Regions from separate parts of the Anas platyrhynchos genome. Here region 1 is linked to region 2. Evidence: chromatin contacts called from public Hi-C data. All regions are on one chromosome and are shown on one strand. Each heading gives the region's core, a stretch centred on a gene start, on an enhancer-like site or on the middle of the called end of the contact. The rest is flanking DNA. Distances are from core to core; before and after follow the strand shown. Region 1 overlaps SORL1 (sortilin related receptor 1). Region 2 holds the start of SC5D (sterol-C5-desaturase).

What was found. A called contact is a pair of places that touch in the nucleus more often than the background predicts.
Region 1: a contact with region 2 is called in a Hi-C map of liver, with 2.5 times the contacts expected there. The contact joins the enhancer-like site here to the promoter of SC5D in region 2. A contact is called at or near these places in 2 of 8 Hi-C or Micro-C datasets (liver and skeletal muscle).

The regions. Positions count from the first base shown.
Region 1 is chr25:7,134,277-7,138,569 of IASCAAS_PekinDuck_T2T, forward strand. SORL1 (sortilin related receptor 1) reads left to right here. Exons shown (of 48, transcript XM_038167690.2): 31 at 13-168; 32 at 388-537; 33 at 1,016-1,144; 34 at 1,803-1,929; 35 at 2,504-2,673; 36 at 2,874-2,986; 37 at 3,245-3,349. The region is part of intron 16 of LOC110353382 (a long non-coding RNA gene); the gene reads right to left. Among named protein-coding and RNA genes, the nearest start is that of SORL1, 29 kb to the left of the region's middle. Within about 2 kb of position 2,730, at least 1 of the 8 cell types and tissues checked has an H3K27ac peak or open chromatin away from gene starts, as enhancers often do.
Region 2 is chr25:7,096,508-7,100,935 of IASCAAS_PekinDuck_T2T, forward strand. SC5D (sterol-C5-desaturase) reads left to right here and starts at 2,828. Exons shown (of 5, transcript XM_038167673.1): 1 at 2,828-2,953; 2 at 3,540-3,757. The coding sequence starts at 3,548. It overlaps TECTA (tectorin alpha), which reads left to right. Exons shown (of 23, transcript XM_027444324.3): 20 at 1-55; 21 at 341-428; 22 at 647-763; 23 at 1,032-2,673. The coding sequence ends at 1,132.

The DNA.
Region 1 (4,293 bases), core at 1,480-3,979, 38 kb after region 2:
GTGTCCTTTCAGGCTCCCCAGTAGTTCCCGTCACCGCAGCCGCCCCGCCGACGTGCCTGCCCAACCACTACCGCTGCAACAGCGGCGCCTGCATCGTGAACAGCTGGGTCTGCGACGGGTACAAGGACTGCACCGACGGCTCCGACGAGGACGCCTGCCCCACCTCCCGTAAGCTCTTCTCTTCCTCACCCTCTTTGTCCCAAATGCCCGGTGGCATCCCTGCCTTGCACCCCAGCGATTTGCATCGCAAGTTTGGGCACCCCAACGGGAGCCATCCACCTGCTGGATGGGAAGACATTGCCATCTAGTGGAGTTGGGACCCGGGGACGGTTTTCGGTCCCTCCTGCTGGTGGCCGTGGGTGCTCTCCTCACTTCTCCTGCCCGCAGGTCCCAACGTGACGGCCACCTCCCCGGCGCCGCGGGGCCGCTGCAGCAGGTTCGAGTTCGAGTGCCAGCAGCTGCACAAGTGCATCCCCAACTGGAAGCGCTGCGACGGGCGGCGGGACTGCCAGGATGGCACGGACGAGAGGAACTGCCGTAAGTGCGGGGACAAGAGGGTCTTGCCTGGCTCCTTCCCTTGGGATGCTCTTTGCGAGGATGGGAGGATTTATCGCTGGTGGAATCCACGCAGTAAAAAAGGAAGAAAAAAAAAAAAAGCACCCAAAAAGCACTGGTGGCTGTTCCATCAGAAGTCCAGCTGTGGATTTCACAGAATGGATTTCATTTCATTTAGGTTGGAAATACCCGTCAGATCCTCAAGTCCATCTATCACATAACAGTTCCAAACCATGTCCCTAAGTGCCACATCCACCCATCTCCGAGATCCCAAGATCTAAGGAGGTGACTCCACCACCTCCCCGGTGGCTTAAGCCCCAGGTTCTCCTGATGGTGGCTCTTTTGTCACGCCAAAACACTTAACCAGAAAGCTCTTGCACCAGCACCTGGCATCTCAAACAGCCCCGTGCCAGTGCGGGACCCTCGCGGCGCTGAGCCCTGCGCCCTTTCTGCCTTGCAGCAACGCACAGCACCCTGCCGTGTCCTCAGGGCTACAAGTGCGAGGACGGTGAGGCCTGCCTGATGGTGGCAGAGCGCTGCGACGGGTACCTGGACTGCTCAGATGGCAGCGACGAGAGGAACTGTACGGGTAAGCTGCCGCCCGCTCCCCTTTCTCCTGCAAACCCCATTTCCCAGCCATTTTCCATCGTCACCACCACCTCTCTTGGCACCGTGGGGATGGGGGGATGTGTGCTGCAGCTGGCCCCGGGCAGAGAATCGTCATCGATCACTGTCTCTGCCCAGCTACGAGGTGCACCACAGTCCTACCGACCTGCTCGGGGCCTCAAGCATCAGTAAGGTTTTAGTTCTTTAATTAAATATTGATTGGGAGAGGCTGGTTGGTGCAGGGGGGAGGCACTGCGGAGATTCATGCGGAGTCTACACCCAGGGAAAACCATCTGTTTTCCTTTGGAAACTTCATCCAGCCAGGCTCTCTCCTTGCCCCAACACATTGCTGTCCAGATTCCCAGCCTCAACTTTGGTCCTTCCACTGAACATGAGATGGGACATGGGCAGCCCCACAGAGGGGCCCCGGGTGGCTCACGGTGACAGCACAGATCCATTGCACAAGCAGAAAAGTGACATTCCTGCTCTGCACTGCCCACCCTTCCCCACCTAAATTACACATCCAATTTGCATGGTGCAAACACTCCCCTCAGTCACTTCACTGTTTCTACCTCCCGTTTCTGTTCCTGGCAAAGGGCTTGTTTCCACCAGCAGACTGACTCCCCCTCTTGCTCCCCCAGACGACACGATCGTGTACAAAGTCCAGAACCTGCAGTGGACGGCCGATTTCTCCGGCGCTGTCACTCTGACATGGGCTCGGCCAAAGAGGATGTCCTCGACCTCCTGTGTCTACAACGTGTATTACAGGTACACCACTTACTGCCTGAACCATGGGTGGTTGTGGCAAGGAAAGGACAGGAGAAACATGAGCAGAGGTAGCAGCACACACGTATTTGCAGCAAAGCACCGTACCAAATCGAGCCCCAGAGGATGGAGCTTTGCAGTCTATTTCTGTTTGGAAAATCTTCTAATGCTTCGTTGCAAAGCAGACCCAAAATAGCAGCAACTAGGGGACATTTGTGAAAAGCTGTCTTTGTTTCCTTCAAATTGTTTACTCGGACAGAAATGTGGGTATATTGGGTTTTCTGTTTCTGCTTGGGTCTCGTCTTTGTGGGGCTGCTAACAATGAGAACAAAGTCAAGAAATTAGAGCACAGCGGTTATAGCAAACCTCAGAGGACGGTGCTTAGGAGGCGCCGAGCTATGTTTGGTTCAAGCTTTGAAACAGCAGCTTTTCAAGCTGGTGCCGTGGCTTTACTGAGCAGAAAACCAAGCAGCAAGCCCTTAAAACACAGAAAAAATGATTTCATCCTTTGGGGCAAGCTGTGTGCCCCTGTGTTCCTGAACGTATTCCTGACTGCAGGGGTCTGACTCTTGTGCAGGACTGTTGGTGAGAGCATCTGGAAGGTTTTGGAAACCCACAGCAACAAAACCAACAGCGTTTTGAAGGTCCTCAAGCCTGACTGCACCTACCAGGTGAAGGTCCAGGTGCAGTGCCTCAGCAGAGTCTACAACACCAACGACTTCATCACCCTGCGGGCACCCGAAGGATGTAAGCAGACCTGCCTGGCTCCTCTCGGTTCAAGCTGGAGGTCAGATTACGAAAGGGTTGATCAGGCCTTGGGACACAACTGCAGGAGATAACGTCTGCCCTCTCCCTTTCTAGGAGACCCTGATCACCTCCTGCTGTTCCCCAGAAGAACTGGACACACCGCCTGTGACCGTCACTAACATTTTTGTTTCTCTCCCCAGTACCAGATGCCCCTTTTAACCTTCAGCTGTCCCTAAAAAAAGAAGCCGAGGGGGTGGTGACAGGCTGCTGGAGCCCTCCTGTGAATGCCCATGGCCTCATACGGGAATTTATTGTGAGTCCCGCACCATGATTTTTATTTTTCAATTTGAAGTGGAAATCCACTGAGAATGCTGGGCAAGATGGGAGAGGAAATGAAGAAATGGTGCAGGGCTGTAGGTAGCAACACAGTCCTCAGGTTTTGTTTCAGTCCATGGTTTTCAGTCCATGGTTTTGTTTCTGGCTTCCTTCCTATGGTTGCGTAATAGAAAGACCTGTGGCCCTGTGCGACTGCTGACCATGGAGCCCTTACCCCTTGTTTTGGTCCTCCTAGGTGGAATACAGCCGGAGTGGATCCAAGGAGTGGTCCTCCCTCAGAACCACCAAGAACTACACTGAGATCAAGAACTTGCAGGTCAACGCGTTATACACGGTTCGAGTGAGTATTTTCAGAGCTCTGTCTGCAGGAGCACTCTGCAGGAGCTTGTTACTCTTTGCTAGGCAGTCCAAGTCCCACATAGTCAACTAATTGCTAAAAAAGTGTGCAGTTAAAATTCTGCCCTTTAATGTCAGCCCTCAGCAGGGGCCTGGCATTTGTGCCAGCAATGTGTATAGTTTTAAGCCCCGAATTATGGCCCTTGATTTGCTCCTCCTCCCAGGAGGCCAGGCTGTGTTATGAAATCTGTGCTGCCCATTCCAAGCTCACTGCAACTGCACCAGATCTGGGGCGGAGATAAATTTGGTCCTGACTATTGCCAGGAAAAGAAGCAGATATGCATGTGGGGAAGGCGTGCACATGGGAGAAGCTGGGTAATTATAGGCAGAACTAATAAGGAGAGGAAATGAAAATCTGCACAGCCAACCTTGGGAAAAGTGTACTCTGCCCCTGTCCATCCTCCATGAGCAGGCTGAGCACGGGTACTTGTGGGAGCTCACTGGGAGCTGGGATAACCCCCCATGCATTAATGTTTTTCTCTGGGTCAGCTGAAGTGAGTCTTTCCTTCCATGTCTTTCCTTCCCATACTACCTTGTTTCCAAATAAATCTTTGGAACTGGATTCAGTTTTCGCATGGGCTCTGCAGGCACGAATCTTACCTACACCAGGGCTGATCGATTCCAAGGCTCCTTATCTTTATAGACTTTTTTATAAAGATCTCATCAGAGAGCGGTTATCTGCAGAGAGGATGCACCTCCCTCCTCTTAGATTCTTTTAATTGACTTAAAGTAGTCTGCTTTATCTCTGTAATAAGCATTTTATTGCCAAGTAATTAAATTATTGCTTGCTTCAATGTCCTTTTCCCATGAGCTCCACCATGTCCATACCCTTGCTCTAACCTCGCTCTCTGTTTGCATTATGCAGCGTTGGTGGCATACATTCGTTCA
Region 2 (4,428 bases), core at 1,578-4,077:
CCACCTGCACTGCGCCGTCTCGCTCTGCGACTCAGAGAAATACTCCTGCAAGATAGTAAGTGGGGCACGCACTGTGGGCTGGCTTGGAGAGGCGGGTCGGGACTTTTCTACAGCTCTAGAAGGACACCATGGGCATGGCTTATGTGTGGTTCAAGAGGTGACCAGAGATCGAGGAGAAAGCTGGGAGGACCTCTGGGTGCGGGGAGGAGAGCTCTGCCATGGGCAGGTTGTCCATAACCTGAGCTTTGGCTGCATTGGGTGTCTTTTTGGGACCTGGGTTGGTCAGAGGGGGCTCGGAAAGGGGCTGAGAGTGATGGATGTACCCCCTGTCCCTGCCCAGAACTGCCCCCAGCACCGGCGGTCAGCCAGCGCCTTCGCCCAGGAGGCCCACGAGCAGATCCTCTCGGTGGGACCCATTCGGAGGAAGCGTAAGTGCATGTGGCCAGGGGAAGGGCACAGCGTGGGGGTGTCCGCCTCCCACCGGGACCTCTGTGGCATGAGGTGATGGCAGTGTCCCAGGGGAGAGCGAAAACCCCGGTAGGACTTCTCGCTGCAGGAGGGAATGGGGGTCCGAGTGGCCAAAGCGGGGGCTGCTTGGGGTCCAGCAGCATCGTCCCCACCCGATTCCACGTGTTTTTGCCCCCAGGATCAGACTGGTGCGAGGACAACGGCGGCTGCGAGCAGATCTGCACGAGCCGAGCGGACGGGCCGCTGTGCAGCTGCGTGACGGGGACACTGCAAGGGGACGGCAAGAGCTGCAGGGGCAAGTCCTGAGGGTCTGGGGTGAGATGGGTGGGGGGGTCTGCTCTGAGACAGAGCAGCAGTGTGGGGAAGGTGGCATTTCATAGCAGGACAGGGATGAGGCTCGGGCTGTGGCTAGAGCATCAAGGTCAGTGGTGACGTGTGCTGGCGGTGGCCTCTTGGCTAAGAGGTGGAGCATCCAGAGGGTCAATTTGGCAAAATCATCTCAGGGGATGTGTGCTGTGTCTGTGCAAGTCTCCAAGCTCACAGTCTCCTTCTTGTCTTAACAGCCTCCAGCTCTTCGGGGGATGTCCGAGCCCGAGCGAGCCTTGTGGTGGTGGCACAGCTGTGGCTGTGGCTGTGCGTGGCTCCGCGGGACCTGACCTCGTAGGTGTGGCTCCGCTGCCCGGCCAAGTACTGTTCTCGCGTCAGCCTGAGTCTCTGTAGGGTAGGAGCCAGCACCCCCAGCAGCGAGCCTGCCACCGGCCTGGCAGGAGAGGGACTCGACCTGGAGAGTGGACGGATGAGCACCTGGATGGGCATCGGAGGCACCGTGATGGCAGAGCTGGATGCGTGTCAGGATGGATGTGGGACTTGGTTTTTCCTTTGCAGCTTTTCCCAGGCTCTCTTTTGTAGCACCCCATCCCCAGCACCCCTGTTAGTGGAGCAGGATGGGCTCAGACGCATGCACTTGCATGTGTCCTTGCCCTCAGAGGGGCTCCCCAGGGAGCAGGACGCATCGGTGAAGCACTCGGATCCAGCCAGAGGTAGGTGTTTTGGTGCAGGTGATGGACCAGAGGAGCACGTTTGGATCAGAGGACATCAGCACACCTCAGGAGCACGGCACCTGGTGGCTCTCCCGAGAGGGGAGCCATCAGGGTGCATGGTGGAGAGCCAAGTGTGTTCCTGGGGTTTTGGGGAACCCAGATGTACGTGGTGGCCTGTCCTGATGCGTGGGGAGAGGCCACGGGGGTGAGCCTGAGAAAAGAGGGCTGGAGCCAAGTCCTCTCGTCGTGGTCAGAGCCGTCACGGTGTCTTTTGAGGGGAGGCAGCAAGGTCGGGGGCTGCCCACCCAGGACGGCACCAGGCAGGTGGTGGGCTCGGGGGGCCGGCTGGCGCAGGGTGGGGGCTGTTTCTGTGGGGGACTTGTCTTGTGTTTGTGTTTTGTGACACGGCTGCGTGAGAATAAAAAGTGTTGTACTCCTTCGTAAGCGGTGTGGTCCTATGTGGCATAGCTGAGTGGGGACGAGGCCACGAGGGGTCTGGGGACCCCATGGGGGGAGGACTGGGCCTTTTGGGGAGAGGTGGGCAGTGTGGTCATACCACCCAGGCAGGCAAACACACAGGGAGAGGAAGAAAGCCAGGGAGAAAAGCAACGAGGGAGCAGGAGACAGAGGCGAACAGGCACGAGAGAGCAGTGGAAGGGCACCCAAAAAAGACGGGGAGGGAGAAAGCAGCACAGCAGGAGAGGGAGAAGCAGAAATAACGAGACAGATGGGCAGACACAAAGGGAAGCAGACCTCAGGAAAGAGGCAGAAAGCGAGAATGAAGAGGCAGAGAGAAGGACAGAGCCAGAAAGCTGGAAAAGAAAGCCCGCCTGCGGTGGGTGCAGCGATTCCCAAAGGCCCACACGTCCCACGCTGGGACCACGGGGCTGGTATTAGGGTCGGTCTCTGTCCGTGAGCTGGGGATAAGAGCACAGCCCTAGCAGTGCTGGTGTGCAAAGCGGGACAGAGGGAAGGCGGGTGGGCAGTTATAATGCTAAAAAACCCACCTGGGGGGGCTGGCATAGTCCTGAAACAAACCCTCCTGGGGTGCAAACGCCCCCAGCTCGGGGGCAGACCCTTCCCCTGGGCATGCCCGGGCTCCCGTGGGTCATAAAACCGCTGAGCACCAGGCGGGATGCACCAAAACAGCGCGGATTTACATAAAAAAAAAAAAAAAAAAAAAAAAAAAAAAAGGGTTTATAGAAAATCAGCTGATTCGAGCCCGAATCGAAACGGGGTAAAAACCCCACGGGGGACACACATGGGGACACGGGGACCCGCGGCCACCCCCGCCCTGTTTTTCCCGCGCCCGCCAGGCGGGGCCGTTTTCCCGCGCCACGCCCCCTCGTGACGTCACCGGCGGTGGTGGCGCGAGTGACGTCACGTGGCGCTACCGGGCGGCGCTGCCCCGCCCCGCCCCGCGCCGCGCTCGGGGCTGCCGGCAGGTAGCGGGGGGCACGGGGGGGATATGGGGGGATACGGGGGGCATGGGGGGCACGGGGGGGCTCGGCACTAAAGGGTCAACGCGATCGGGGCCGGGGGGACCGGGGGGAAACCGGGAGGAGCCGGGGGAGGGGGAATCGGGGGTGTCCAGGGGGATTTTGGGGGGATCCGGGGGGATTCAGGGGGATTTGGGGGGGTCCGGGGGGCTACATGGGGGTCCATGGGGGAATCAGGGGGGTCATGGGGGAATTGGAGGGATTTATGGGGAGCCAGGGGGAAGCGGGGTGGAACCGTGGGGATTCAGGCCGTGGGGGATGTGGGGGGGGGTCCGGGGTAATCTGTAGGGGGGAGCTGTGGGGGACCCATGGGGATCTGGGGGGATCCATGGGGGAGACCCCTGGGGACCCCGGGTAGGATCCGAGGGGACCCATGGGGATCCAGGGGGCATCTCTGGGGAGCTGGAGGAATCTGGCCCTGTGGTTAACCTGGGGGGCCCTGGGGGGATTCATGGGGATCTGGGGGGACCCCTGAGGGTGCAGCTCCCGCCCTGCCGCTGCCCCCCTGCATGTCCCCATCCCCGTCCCCCAGCAGCGACCATGGACCTGGTGCTGGAGGCCGCCGACCGCCACCTCCTGACCCCCTACGTGTACCCCGCCGGCTGGCCCGAGGAGGAGCCCTGCCGGCAGCTCCTCAGCCTCTTCGTCATCACCAACCTCGGGGCGCTCACCCTCTACCTGCTCTTCGGCACCCTCAGCTACTACTTCATCTTTGACCACGAGCTCCAGAAGCACCCCATGTTCCTAGAGGTGGGTTCCCGGCTTCCCAAAACCCAGCCGGCCCCCTCCAGGGTCCCCTGCGGGACCCTGGTGTCCTGCAGACGGTGCCCCTCGTGCCCACCCAGTACAGAACAGAATGGGATAGGGATAGGGATAGGGATAGGGATAGGGATAGGGATAGGGATAGGGATAGGGATAGGGATAGGGATAGGGATAGGGACAGGGATAGGACGGCTGGAAGGGACCTACAATGATGGTCCCATCCCAACTGCCCGACTGCATCAAGGCTAACCAAAAGTTCCAGCATTTTATTAAGGGCTTTATCCAAATGCCTCTCGGACACCGATGGGCACAGGACCCCAAGCGCCTCGCTGGGCAGCTCGTTCCAGTGTCCGAGTGGCCAAACAGGGCAGAGTGGCCGCATGGTGATGTGACATGTGCTCCTTGATGCCCAGCACCCAAAGGACGTGGCGATGGCTCTGCACGCAGTCTGGCCTGTCCAACAGCCCCCAGACCCGTGATGCTGTCCCTGCCTCTGTTCTCTGGCTCCCCCATGTCCAAACCCCCTTCCTGGCCCCAATCTGGGCACCAGCACCCTGCTCACCATACCCTTAGCAGGGCGCTGATAAATATCAAGCCATGCCAGATGCCACCCTAAATACCATCCCTCCCCGCCCGGCCGTGGCCTCGATGGGGCAGGA